Linked DNA regions of Sus scrofa: region 2 is linked to region 1. Evidence: chromatin contacts called from public Hi-C data. All regions are on one chromosome and are shown on one strand. Each heading gives the region's core, a stretch centred on a gene start, on an enhancer-like site or on the middle of the called end of the contact. The rest is flanking DNA. Distances are from core to core; before and after follow the strand shown. Region 1 holds the start of ADAT1 (tRNA-specific adenosine deaminase 1). Region 2 holds the start of PDPR (pyruvate dehydrogenase phosphatase regulatory subunit, mitochondrial).

Region 1 (7,179 bases), core at 1,667-4,166:
TTATCAGAATGCATTCTCCTGTAGGAAGTGCTTCTGTTTCCCGCCATGAAACCTGAAGACAAGAAGGAGAATGTAACCGCCACTGACACGGCGGAGAACACAGCACCTGGCACGTCTGTCTAGAAAACAGTGATGGCACGTCACACGACATGGGCATCGTCGCTGCGTCTCTGCCCAAGGACCTCAAGGGATTTCCCGTGTGTGGCTGTTTGGCTGTCATGGTCCACTTCAGCCACCAGAAGAGGGAAGAGGAATTAAGAATTCCTTTTTACTCCTTGTTACCAAATAAACCATTTGTCTCTACCCCTGTCTCATCACTCTTTACCTTTGGAATGTCACCTTATTGCCAGGACAGCTGGCTAATGAAGGTTTAGGATTATAGCACTTTATTCATTCACCAGATTTATATAATGTCCAGCCATTATTCTAAGGAGCTGGGAGGCACAGCAGGGAACAAAAGCCAAGTTCCTGCTTTCATGGAATTTATATTTTCTTTAGGGGTAGGGGCTGGGTGTGAAAAGCTACTAAACAAGAAACAAGTAAATCCTTATTTCTGGTAGTGATGCATACTAAGAAGAAAAATAAGGCAGGGAGAGGGGACAGGCGCTATTTTATAAAGAGGTGGATGGGGGCAGTGCTCCTTACGCGATCACGGAAGACCTCTTCTAGCGGAGACCGGAAAGATCTAAGTGGCACAGCATGATCCAGACTAAAGGGCTGCACTTTTGGGGAACAGCAAAGGGGTCTGGTATGGCCAAAGAGGAATAAGATCAGTGAGGTGCCAGATTTAGGGGTGAGAGGCGAAGCCATCGGAGGGTTTTGAGCACTACTGTCCTAGTTAGCATGTGGAAGGCAAGACAAAGGGAGACATGCAGCTGTGGGCTGAGGTGAGATGATGGATTAGCCTTGGGAGGTAGCGGTAAGTGATGGAGATGCTTATGCATCGGTGGACTTTGTCTTCTTGAGGTCAGCAGAATGCTGCTGGAATGTGGGTTTTAGGAAAAGGAATCAAAATGATTTCACGGTTTGGGGCCTGACCAACTAGAAAGTAGAGTCGTCACTGACTTGAAATGGAAAAACAGTGCAGGTTTGAGAAAAGTGAATGGTTTTGTGATATGCCTGTTAGACAGTGGGTGGGGAAGAGTGGGGAAGGTTTTCACTTTCTGCTCAGTTCAGCTGCCCTAAGCATGTGACTAGGGCCTGCTGGTAAAACAGAGCCCGTAACACAGGGAGGCAGCTGGGGTAACTCTTCCCCAATGAGTCTGACAACAAAAGACTTGTCTTTGGCATCTCAGCAAAACCTCTGGGAGCATCTTTGTGTACTTTCACAGAGCAGGTGTCTACTTCTGCGGTTGGTAAAATGATCTAAGCACACCAAACTACTAACAGGGAACAACTTCAGAGCATGCTGAGCATCTCAATCTTTGCTGGTGTTAAAGCACAGACTCCAGAAGCACTTGGTAGTGGTGGTTACATGACGAGGTGGTATCTCAGAAGAAACACTTCTATGGCACATCCTTCAGCGAGGTGCTGTTAACTAAAAAAAAAAAACAATCATCTCACCAAAGGAGGGGTGTGGGGTCAAGATAAGGGACTGGACTTCTGGCAACACTGTACCATCAATGTGGACCACTGGAAAGGCAACAAGGATTAATGAGGAGCTGTTTAGGGAGTTCCCGTCGTGGCTCATCAGTTAAAGAGTGCAACTAGTATCCATGAGGACGTGGGTTCCATCCCTGGCCTCGCTCAGTGGTTAAGGATCTGGCATTGCCATGAGCCGTGGTGTAGTTCACCGAGTGGCTCAGATCCTGTGTTGCCGTGGCTTTGGCGTAGGCCGGTGGCTACAGCTCCAATTTGACCCCTAGACTGGGAAATTTCCATATGCCAAGGGTGCAATCCTAAAAAGACAAAAAAAAAAAAAAGCTGTTTAGTAGTAGACTAGAGCAGAGCCAGCTGTCTGGCCTCAAGAATGCCAGAGATAGAGAAGAAATGAAGCAGCTGTAGACATCTGTGGCATTTGGCAAGAAAAATGACAAATACCCCCTTAAACAGCTGAAGGCTCACAATTTGCTAACTGCTGTATGGGGGTGAACAAAAACAAGTATGGTCCCAAGTTCTAGACTTGTAGGAGAGAGAGGAAGAGCAAGGTCCTTATCCTTGGAGGAAGCCTGTGGCCCTTTTCCTGTGATCTAGGGAGAAGGATGGGGTCAATTAAGTTGCACTCCTCTAGCATTTGAGAGAACTCTCTCATCATTAGGAACTGAGTTAAAAACAAAAACAACAACAACAAAAAAAACTGCTGAATGATACAGACTTCTGAAATGTCCAAACAGCTATACTACCTATTTTTGGCAAACCGAAGGTTTTAGACTAGCACTGTCCACTACAGTACCCAACGGCCATACGTAGCTATTGAGCATTTGAAATGTGGCTGGTCAGAACTGAGATATAAAATACACACCAGTTTTCTTAAGTTAGTGTAAAAAAATGTAAAATAAGTGAACATTTTTATTAAATATTGATTACTCGTTGAAATATGTTGGATAACCTGGGTTAAAATATATGGTTAAAATTAATTTCACCTTTTCTTTTGACTTTTTAAAATATAGCGCCTAGAACATTTTAAATTACATATCTGGCTCGAATTATATTTCTACTGGACAGACCTGTTTTAGACAAAAATTCAAACTAGTGTTCCAACATACAACCTCATTCTACCGTACGAATCTATCTTACCGGGGAATCAGCCTCCCTGAGCCCATTACATCTGTATCTACGCAGAGCAACGCAAATCGACGGACTCTAAGGATCCACCCTGCAGCCCCCTGGCTCCGGCCCCTGGAGGACTACAAGGGCCAGCGTGCACTGCGTGCCTCCAGGGAACAGGCTTGGGAGGGCCACCTCATTGTGACGTCACGTCCGCTGCGCCGCGCGGTCTTCTTCCTCCCTTCGAGAGCGCGTGTCGAGGAGGTGGGAGGGCGGTGTCCGTGAGCGGTTGCGGTCGTGGGGCCGAGGGCGCACAGGATAGGGAGGGCCCTGGGGCTCCCGGGGAAGATGCTGTAGGTCTGACTTTCTCGACCCCTTTTTGTGTGGGAAGTGGATGTTGCGGACCTTCCCCCGCACCCAGCGGCGTGTCTGGTGGGAAAATGCGGCTCCTTTCATGCTGACATCCCTGCGCCGACAGCGACTGCTGCGGACGAGCGCGGGGCGCGTGACCCGGGGGTTGCATACCGCATAACTCCAGCGGGCAGGCGTGCACGTTGTCCCTGCTGCGCGGGCCTGGAGTTACCCATACCTGGCCGAATGGGCCTCTGGAGGGTGTTGAGGAGGGGAGGCTAAGGAAAATAGGCGTCCCTTCCAACCTCGCTAAAGCCTTTTCCCCAGACAGCCTTCCGGACTTGAATTTTCTTTCAAAAGGAAGTGGGTTTTTAAACTTTTTGCCGCTGTTAAAACATGCCGCCTTGTGGGCAAAGAAGTGCATGTCTAACTAAACTGTTGTTTCATATGAAGAAATTATTCAAGTTCTAGGAGAGAATAGTGGACGCAGTACAGCAAAACATTTATTCATTTCCGCTACTGGGCACGCTCCTCCAGACTCAACTCTGAATAAGGTGGTGATACAGTTTTGAGCCGCTGTATCGTAGGGAGTCAGCGTTTCTTCTAGCAAGTTGTCTTTGGCTGTTATGATTTGTGATGCGTGCCTCTGGTTTAATTTCAGTTTGGTGCCAGAGTATCTGCCTTCATAAAGTATACTGCCTTGTATGTCCCCTCTGCCCCTGAAATGAGAGAGAAATCCCTTCTAAATGGAGGATTCTGGGCTCGCCCATGCTTTTCTTTTGCTCAGAGAGATACAAGACTTAGGCTGGTTCTCTGACTTTAAAGTCGTAATTTATGTCAGTGCCTTCCGGATTCTTGTTTTAAATCACTGTGGTCTGATTTACCATGACCATTTATTGAAATAACAGGCCTGCACATCCGAACTGGTAAATTATAAACTGAGGCATTTTAGAACTTTTATGAGTTTATTTGAGCAAAAATCCTTTCCAATCAGGCACAAGCTAAGTGGAAGTAGTTAGGAGCCCTCTGCAGACAGGAGCCAAGGTAGAAACTGATGTAGCATAAGTGCAGAAGCAAGAAAAGAAATTGTTTAGATCTTGGTTTGCTTAGATAGACCACCACAGCATTAGAGTCTCTTCAGTCTGATGGCCTCCTTGTTTAATTAGTTTAACAGGATAGGAGCAAGGGGCTCCTTGTAGATAAATCATTTGTCTGCTATATACACTATGGCTCAACAGAGCCTTTTTTTTTTTTTTAAACACTTAACTTTGTCCATTGCCATCTGATCTCATTTTCTCCTAAGAATCTTTTCATATATTTGAATCCAAATGAAGTCATTGAATGAGCATCAGTAGAGTCAAGAGTGGGAAAGTTTCTATCGAACTATTCTAGACCTCTTTTAGGTCAGCTCTGCTTTCTGGTTTTATGTGTCCATTACTTTTTCCCTGCCTTTCAAGGAGCTCAAGGCAAAGCAGTCAGGAAAATCAAATGTTCTTTTTTGTAAGATTAATCTCAGTTGAAGAGTTCCCTTGTGGCAGAGGGGGTTAAGGATCTGGTGTTGTCATTGCAGCAGCTTGGGTCGCTGCTGTGGCACGGCTTCCACCCCTGGCCCAGGAACTTTACATGCTGTGGGTGTAGCCAAAAATAAAAATAAAATCTCAGTTGCTATTAATTATGCTCAACATTGTACCAGTTGCTCTTTTTGTTTGTTGTTTGTTTGTATTCTTAGGGCCACAGCCAAGGCATATGGAATTTCCCAAGCTAGGGGTCAAATCGGAACTGCAGCTGCCAGCCTACACCACAGCCACAGCAACACCAGATCTGAGACACATCTGTGACCTACACCACAGCTCACGGCAACGCCCGATCCTTAAACTACTGAGCAGGGCCCGGATCGAACCCTTGTCCTCATGGATACTAGTTGGGTTCCCTACCACTGAGCCACAATGGGAACTCTGTAATTGCTTTTTTAAAAATTTTTATTAAAGTATAGTTGATTTACAATTTTGTGACCAATTGCTTTTTATAAATTTTAAGCCCCTTGATAACTCCAGTGGGTTAAATACTACTGCCTCTGTTTCTTTTTTTTTAATGTCCACACCTGTTCATATGGAAGTTCCCAGGCCAAGAATTGAATCCAAGTCAAAGCTTTGACCTGCACATTTGCAGCAATTCCAGATCCTTTAACCCACTGTGCCAGACTGGGGATCAAACTCGCACCTCCACATCAGCCCGAGCTGCTGCAATCAGGTTCTTACTCTCTGCCACAGCAAAAACTCCTGTCTCTATTTTAGCACATGAGGAAACAGACCCAGAGGAGGTTAAGTAATCTACCCAATATTGCACAGTTAATTTGTAGAAAAAAAAAACAGGGTTAGAATCCAGAAAGGGTCGTTCCAAAGTCCTCACTCTGAGAACACTTGACTGGTGAGAAGCCTCTAGGCTCTGTCACTTCTCCCCTTTATGTCATAATAGGTAAGAGAAATTAAAGTGTTGCTTTCCTGATGGGGGCACCAGTAGAGAGTTACTGGAGAGAGCTAAAGAACCAACCTGCTGTGGGGGAAAGGAGAGAAAAAAACTTTCTGGAAAAAAAAAAAAAAAAAGATGGAAAAGCTCTTTCTCCCCAGAAAGATAAACTTTGGTGAGGTTCCATCCAAAGCAAGTTGAGGTCTGCAGCCTTTTCCATGCTGTTTCCAAATGAAAATTGGAGTAGCAAGGAGCCTTCTCCCTCCTATGCTTTCCTTTTGAGTAGTTTCTTCGATCTTTTCGTTAAAGATGAAAAAGGGGCAGAGAGGTAATAGAAAACAGTATACTGAGTTCCTAAGAGAAGCCTCAGTATGATGGTGGATGGGCTACATCTGCATGCCTGTTGAAGCACTGGTGTGGGGACTGTAGCATCTTGCATTGCTTCTTTCTGTCCTGACGGTTCTGGGTTTTGCTCAGGGCCTCAACACTAGCTCACACCATGTGGACGGCGGATGAGATTGCACGGCTGTGTTACGAGCACTATGGGAGCAGGCTGCCCAAGCAAGGGAAGCCTGAGCCCAACCGCGAGTGGACGCTGCTCGCAGCCGTGGTGAAGATACAACCTGCAGCTGACCAGGTCTGCGACTGCCCTGACAGACCCGTGCAAGGTGAGACCTTTTCTCCCGGCAACGCTCCCTTTCCCTGTCAGGGGTGGTAGGCCCTTTGGTGGCTGGATGTAAACCTCGGTGATGGTTCCGCTGCTCCCCGCCAGGTGGCGTGGTACCTCTGGTGGCCAGAGATGGCCCTGCTGGAACTCCCGTCCTCAGGTGGGTTAGCCAACTGACCCGAGAACCCTCAGGAGGAAGGTGAGGTCTTGCTAAACCTGCCGACCATTCAGATTCCGAGAGCTCACTTGATGATTTGTTTTTTTCCCCCTCAGTGACAAAAGAAGTTGTCTCAATGGGAACAGGAACCAAATGCATAGGCCAGTCCAAAATGAGGAAGAGCGGTAAGCCCAGATGGGGTCTAAACAGGGCCTGTTAGGGAACTTTGGAACGTGGTGGCTGTGTCACCCACTCCTGTTCTTGTCAGAGCAAAGGGGCCGTATCGCTGAGCTGGCTCACCTTTGGTTCCCACGGGCTGTCACTCCAGTTGGAAGGATGAACTCATTTAGAGAATGGAAATAAGCTGTGGAAGCAAAGGCTGCCAGGAACATCTTTCTGAGTGGATTGGAAGTTGGCCAGTCTTTTCATGCTCAAGCCCAAAGTTCCCTGGGCTTAACCATTCCGTATCACATCTAAAACCCCCACAAAGCGATCTTGAATTAAGTGAAAATTCTGAAAGACTGTGGAAAACCCTTAGGAGTCTGGCATCTTTGCCTTCATCGATGCCGTTTAACAGATTCCTGCTCCAGTTTGCTTCCCTTATTTTCCTAGCCTCGCCTCCTGGTTATGAGGAAGCTGTTCCAGGACGAGAGTTGATTGAATTTGATGGAATTGTATTACCATAAGCACAAGTTTGGTTCCAGGGTACAAAAGATCTGGACCCCTGTCCTCCAGATAAAGATTTCCCTATAAATCAGAAGTTCTCAGCTAGGGGAGATTTTGCCCCCAGAGGCTATTTGGCAATGTCTGGAGATATTTTTGGTTGTCAAAA
Region 2 (7,179 bases), core at 1,581-4,080, 1.1 Mb after region 1:
ACCCGCAATGTTTATCCTTTCTGATGGCAAATACACATGCTGGGTTGCTGTTGGTGTAGACTATTTCTTGGCAGCCAGGTCAGGTAGTTAAAATGTCCGTTTATTCATTCGCAAAGCGAGTGACCTGAAGAGAAAAATCCTTTTAATTGAGGCAGAGTTGATTTACGTTGCGTCTGCTGTATAGCAAAGTGATTCAGATAAATATATGTATACACTTTAAAAAAAGGTCTTTTCCCTTATGTCTGATCACAGGACACTGACTGCAGTTCTCTGTGCCGTACCGCAGTATCTCGTTGTCCGTCCCCTCTGTGTGAAATAGCTTCCATCTGCTAAACCCCAACCTCCTCCCCACTGGCCACCACACGTCTGTGCTCTGTGTTTGTGAGTCTGTTTCTGTTTCTCAGATAGGTTCGTTTGTGTCACATTTTAGATTCCACCTATGGGACATTATATGGTATTTGTCTTTCTCTTTATGGCTTATTTCATTCAGCATGATAAAGTCTAGTTGCCTCCATATTGCTGCAGATGGCATTATTTCGTTCCCTTTTGTGGCCAAGTACTATTCCATTGTATATCTGCCCCACATCTTCTCATGAGAAGAAAATCTTAATTGAAATCTGGCTCAATGGAAATACAGTGCACAGTGGTAATACCGCGTTCCCGGAGGACAGAAGTGCTCGGGCACCCCATGTGCCTCTCGTCACCAGGGCTCATGAGAAAGATCCCATTTACTAAAGGGCCTCGAATGCCTCGGGACCACATGCTGACACTACAGAGGGACAGAAAAGGCTGCGCTGAGCTGGACATTTACAAAGGCAAGGAATGAGTTGTAGCTCTTTACAGTAACTACAACGACAGTGTCGTATATGCCAAGAGTTGACCAAAGATTAAGGGTTAGCTCTGCTGCTAGAAAACCCTTCCCTGAAACGAGCTGCAGAGATGTCTCTTGCACATCCCCTTGTTCTGGGGAAGGAGAAGCTCTGTGGAGTGGATGGGTACCCTCAGACAGAAATGAAGGTACTTTTTCTCCATCCTTCCTGGCTCCACCCACCATGTGACACTCTGGAGCATGAGGCACTAGAACCTAACTTGGAGGGAAGAGGTGCTCCAAGCTCCGGTTCTTGGTGTGCAAAGCAAATCTTGGCATAGATCTTTTGAAACAGCTGCTAGTGGTACCTTCCTCACTTCCTGTAATTCCTGCCCTTGAGAGAGTGAAAAGGAGAAGGCAGAAGGTTTACAAAGATAAAATAGATGCATCTAAATATCAGGTGAGGGAGTTTCCGTTGTGGCTCAGTGGGGTACGAACCCAAACAATATCCCTGAGGTTGTGGGTTCGATTCCTGGCCTCGCTCAGTGGGCTAAGGATCCAGAGTTGACAGGAGCTGTGGTGGAGGTCACAGATGCGGCTTGGGTTGGCATTCCAGTGGCTGTGGCCACAGCTCCAATTTAACCCCTAGCCTGGGAACTTCTCTATGCCTGGATGCGGCCCTAAAAAGACAAAAAAAAAAAAAAAAAAAACACACACACACAAACAACAAGAACAACAACAACAAAAAACTGTGACAGCGTTCCCTCGTGGCACAATGGGTTAAGGATGTGGCATTGTCACTTCAGTGGTTCAGGTTGCTACTGTAGTGCTGATTTGATCCTTAGCCTGGGAACTTCTGCATGCAGCCGGCGACCTAAATAAATAAATAAATAAATACTTGTGACATTTTCCTCCTGAAATTGCCACATCTAGGTATCAAGTACATCTTAGCAAGAATATGCCTCAGATCTGTTAGTCTATAATGTCTTCATTTGGGAGCAGCTGGTGACCATAAGCTTTAAGCCCATAACTGAACCATTTAAGTACATTTCTTGCACCGAAGCCAGGAACGCCTTGAACATTCATACATCAGGGTAGCAAAATGCAGTGTCTGTTGCCGGGAAACCAGACCTCAAATGGGCTGTCTTGTGTGAGTTCACTGGCAAGTAAAAATGCATAAAGTGCAAGTTTCAGGCTGGCATGGTGACACAGGGGTCCCTGGAACTTCACTGCCACACTTTAGTGGCAGAAGCCCTTTCTTGTGCACGGCTGAATCCCATCACCTGGCACAGTGCCAATCCTTTAACACAACTGGTTTGAGTGGTGAGATGGGCTTGGGTGTGGCCCCAAGTGGAGAGAAGCCTGTACCATTAGATCGCTTTCCATTCTAAGAAATATTTACTGGATAACGTGCCACACGCTAAGCGCTGAGAACACAGCAGAATAGGAGATTTAGGGTCTACTGTCAGAGGGCAGAGTGTGCAGCTAGTTGGGAAAGGTAGTCAACTAATTTACTTTAGCACAAGTTCTATAAAGGAAAGAAAACAGCGTGATGTGCTAATAAGCAAGGTGCCCAGATCGCAGGTCTTCTTAAACTGCCTCTGAGATCGGGCGGGGACAGCAGAAAAGATTCCTGATCCGCTGTACTAGTGATTCGCCCAGGAAGACCGCAGCAACGGCCAAAAACAGAGCAGCTTTCGGTCCAAGAATCTTTTTTAGGCCCTGGACTGAGTGTCCTTAGGCGGCAGACACGTGGGACCGGACCTGAGGACTCGCCTCGCGCGCGCGGTAAGAGAACCCCTGCCCTCCGCAGGCTCCACCAAAGCTCCGGCCATCTTGGCCGTCCCAGCTGCATCGGTAGAAATCGGTAAGGTCCGAAGCTGCAGTTCTAAAGCGACTTTGAAACACCCCGCCTCCAGTGCGACTGCATCTTCGTCGAGACGGTGGTTCCCCTCCGCCCACCTTCAAGCGGAGACACTCGGGACCCAAACAACCCCCCACGTGTCAGGGGCGGAGCAGTCGATGACGTCACGACGCGCGTGCGCGAGTGGGATCACGCGCTGCCGTACCCTTCCTACGGATCGTAAAGCGCGGAAGGTCGCGGACTCAAGCTTCCCCGGAACTTTTTCGGCCCACCGCCCCGCCCCCTTCCCATTCCCTGTCCCCACCCCCCTTCCGGCCCCCAGGACCCCAGCCAACTGTTGTGGTCGCTTCCCTGCTTCAGCCGGGGTGTGGCTGCTTGCGGAGCTTGTGGAGGCCGGTGAGGTAAGGAGAAGCTCCGGGGGCCGCTCTGGCCTCCGGGTCTGCTCGGACTTTGCCGCCACGGGGCCCTCAGCCCCCCACCCCCGTTCCTGCTGGGGGCTCCCGGCCGCGCTTCGTTTCCCGTGGGTTCTGCCTGGTCCTCCCGCAGGCTCGTCCTGGCGCCGGGACTCCGCCCGCCCGGGCCGACACTGCGTTGCCCGATCTTCCTTAATCTCACCCGCGGCAGTGGCGCCTAGCGGACCGGTGCCCGGCTCCCCGGTTCTTCCAGGCGCCCTCAGCCTAGCCCGGATGCCCAGGACGGCGGGAATGACCTCGTTCCTGGCGCCCCGCCTCGGGCTTGCACACCGCCCCCCCGCCAGCCTCCGCAGCGGGGGTCAGGCTTGTTCAGCTGGGCCAGGTCTGCAGGTGAAATTGTTTTCCCGCGTGGAAACGTGGTCCGCTTGCGCTTAATTAACTAGTAAAACTGCTGCGGAGTCGGCAGTGAAGTTACCTGGAAAGTCCAGGCCGGGGCAGTGAGCTCGCTACTAACGTTTGACCTCTTGGTTCTGATGTGTTTGACCCTGAGGTTTGATTCAAGCATTTTCAAGCTTTTTTCGCCCTCGCTTGTGTAGGGGGATGCGGGACATGGAGTTAGCCTGTGTGAAAGGGACACTTTTCCAGGGCCAGGGATTTGTATTTGTACAGGGATTTGTATTCATTTCTTAAACTAGTCTGATTATCTGGTACACTTGTTGAAAAAAACAGCAACCTGAACCAGCAGGATCAGAATGTTAAGAGATGGACTCTGGGAGGAAGAGTGTGTCTGTGACTTGAGTTTTAAAGCAGGTGTCCCAGGGGGCTCTTGCCGAGGCAGGTGTGGGAAATGATGTGTTCATCTCTGTCTTCTTACCCAGTCTTCCTTGGGACTAGCAGCCCATTTCTCCAGGGTGCTGTGGCCATGCAGAGGAACAGCTCAGAGGGAGTCGGGGCTGTCCTCTTGTTCTAGGTGTAAGCAGATCTGAGCATAACCAGCCCCAGCAGTGAGGTTGTTTAGCAGAAATTCTTCTTAGCAGGAGTTCCCGTCGTGACGCAGTGGTTGACGAATCCGACTAAGAACCATGAGGTTGCGGGTTCGGTCCCTGCCCTTGCTCAGTGGGTTAATGATCCGGCGTTGCCGTGAGCTGTGGTGTAGGTTGCAGACACGGCTCGGATCCCGCTTTGCTGTGGCCCTGGTGTAGGCCAGTGGCTGCAGCTCCGATTCGACCCCTAGCCTGGGAACCTCCATATGCCTCGGGAGCGGCCCAAGAAATAGCTAAAAAGACAAAAAAAAAAAAAAAAAAAGAAAGAAAGAAAGAAAGAAATTCTTCTTAGCAGAAGTTGAGATCGTAATTTATTTTCAACCAGGTGTGTTATTTTACTTTTTCTTTGACATCTTCTGTTTCTTTTCTACTTGCCGTTACCTCCTTGCTCTTAAGCCTTGCTGTTGCTGCCAAAGCTACTGGTATAAACTCTGTGCCTTCCTTTTTCCTTCATTCTTCAAATCCACTGGAAGTCTTTTTCTTTACCACTTCACTCTTTTGAAGGTCATGATGAGCCCAAGGTCAAAAAGCCTTTTTTGGTGCTCAAAGCTCTGGCATTTTAGCATTGTTTCTTCCATCTTGCAACTTTTTATCTGTTATGATGAATGCCACCTTTGTAATTCCCTTTTTCTGTTAGGGGAAGGTAGCACAGAGTAATGCTTCAGTGGCAGACTCTAGTGCTAGACTGGCAGGCTTTGAATTCAGGCTCTGCCAGTCACCAGTGTTAGAGGATCTTGGATGAGTCATTTCACTTCTCTGTGCCTCCGTTTCCACAAGTGTGGAATAGAAATTGTGACACCTCCCTTACAGATTTGTGTAGATTAAACTGGCAGTTGGCGTTCCCATTGTGGCGCAGCAGAGAACCAATGCGCATGGTATTCATGAGGATGAATACTGGCCTCACTCAGTGGGTTAAGGATCCAGCGTTGCTGTGAGCTGTGGTGTCATTTGCAGACGAGGCTCAGATCTGGCATTGCTGTGGCTGTGGCTGTAGCTGTAGCTCCGATTCGACCCCTAGCCTGGGAACTTACATATGCATGGCTGTGGCCCTAAAAAGGAAAAACAAAAAAACACTACCTTAAAAAAATCCTTTCACGTTATTTATCTATCTCTCAAATCCGGGGTCCCAGCCTTGAGATCTGAGTCCCATTGAATTTTTTTTTCCATATCCTTTGTTTTCTGTTCTCATTCATTCATCAAGTTGTGTCTCCAAGGTGCCTCCAGTGAATGCTGGGAAGACGATGCTCAAGTTATAACTGGTCCCTCCTCTCAGAGAGCTCTGTTATGACAAGGGCCTAAAGGCTTCTGCTTTCCGGGTGCTTCTTAGCTGCCACTTGCCATGTTTTTCCTGCTTTATCTGCTTTAGTCTTGCAGCAGCCGTGTGAGGTCAGTGTTCCTGGCCCATGTTACAGATGAAGAGTCCTAGGCACAGAGATTGAGTAACTAGCTGAGAGTCATACAGCTCATGCAGGGCGAGGTAGATTTTCAAACCCGGATCTGTCTGCTTCTAGAGTCTGTAGTCTCCTTAGCGGCTTGCTGTTTTGCTTCCCTGACTGACTAACAGACCGTTACACAGTGTGGCTGGCTCTGAGCTGGGGGACATGCAGGGTGTTTGGGGGCACATAGAAGAGTCAGCTAACCAGGTGTTAGGGGAGAGTGGGGACAAATAAGATGTCAGGCTGAGAGCTGCGGGGACCATCTTTATTTTTTTAACTATGTTTTTATCATTTAATCTCAGGTAATTTCTGTGACCAGAATACAAATTATGTGACAGTTTTTTTTTTTTTTTTTTTTTTTTTTTGGTCTTTTGTCTTTCAGGGCTGCACCCACGGCATATGGAGGTTCCCAGGCTAGGGGTCAAATCGGAACTGTAGCCACCGGCCTACAACACAGCCACAGCAATGCAGGATCTGAGCCGTGCCTGCCACTTACACCACATCTCACGGCAACACTGGATCCTCAACCCACTGAGCAAAGCCAGTGATCGAACTGGCAACCTTATGGTTCCCAGTCAGTTTTGTTTCCACTGCTCCACGACAGGAACTCCTTATGCGACAATTTTGATTTTCTTTTTTAACTAGACATAATGATTTAGCTGAAATGAAGGCAAGGAAAATAAATTTTATGGAATAAATAACACTTTACAAATTATGTTAAAATCTTTATTTTATGACTCATCCAAACCCATCAGAACACTCAGGCAAGTCGTCATAATTAAATTTAGTAATCTTCAGCATTTTGCCAACCTGCAGTCATATATAAACCATAACTTACTACAGCCTCTTTTGTTTAAATTTTTGTTGATGTTTAATTGATTTACTATGTTGTTCAGGTGTACAGCAGAGTGAATCAGTTATACATCTATCCACTTTTTTTTAAATTTATTTTATTTTCCCACTGTACAGCAAGGGGATCAAATTATCCTTATATGTATACATTACATTTTTTCCCCCCACCCTTTGTTCTGTTGCAACATGAGTATCTAGACATAGTTCTCAAATATCCACTTTTTTTTCAGATTCTTTTCCCATATAGGTTATTACAGAATATTGAGAAGAGTTACCTTTGCTATATAGTAGGTCCTTGTGATTATCTATGATATATGTATTTTAGTGTGTATGTGTTAATCCCAAATTTCTGATTTATCCTTCCCCCCATGTATTCCACAAGTAACCATAAATTTGATTTTGAAATCTGAGTCTCTTTATGTTTTGTCAATAAGTTCATTGTATCACTTTTTTTTTTTTTTTTTTTGTCTTTTTGCCATTTTCTTGGGCTGCTCCCGCAGCATATGGAGTTTCCCAGGCTAGGGGTCAAATCAGAGCTGTAGTCACCGGTCTGGGCCAGAGCCACAGCAACACGGGATCCGAGCCACGTCTGCGACCTACACCACAGCTCACAGCAATGCCACATCCTTAACCCACTGAGCAAGGCCAGGGATTGAACCTGCAACCTCATAGTTCCTAGTTGGATTCGTTAACCACTGAGCCACTGATCTCTTGTATCACATTTTAGATTCCACGTCTTAGCACATAAATATATATTTGTCTT

The links. A called contact is a pair of places that touch in the nucleus more often than the background predicts.
Region 2: a Hi-C map of retroperitoneal adipose tissue shows a contact between it and region 1, with 1.7 times the contacts expected there. The contact joins the promoter of PDPR here to the promoter of ADAT1 in region 1. A contact is called at or near these places in 1 of 5 promoter capture datasets (liver) and 1 of 47 Hi-C or Micro-C datasets (retroperitoneal adipose tissue).

Annotation. Positions count from the first base shown.
Region 1 is chr6:12,073,447-12,080,625 of Sscrofa11.1, forward strand. ADAT1 (tRNA-specific adenosine deaminase 1) reads left to right here and starts at 2,917. Exons shown (of 10, transcript XM_021093768.1): 1 at 2,917-2,970; 2 at 6,001-6,191; 3 at 6,464-6,532. The coding sequence starts at 6,023. It overlaps KARS (lysine--tRNA ligase), which reads left to right. Exons shown (of 14, transcript XM_003126856.3): 14 at 25-303. The coding sequence ends at 123.
Region 2 is chr6:13,184,547-13,191,725 of Sscrofa11.1, forward strand. It overlaps PDPR (pyruvate dehydrogenase phosphatase regulatory subunit, mitochondrial), which reads left to right and starts at 2,831. Exons shown (of 20, transcript XR_002344509.1): 1 at 2,831-3,073.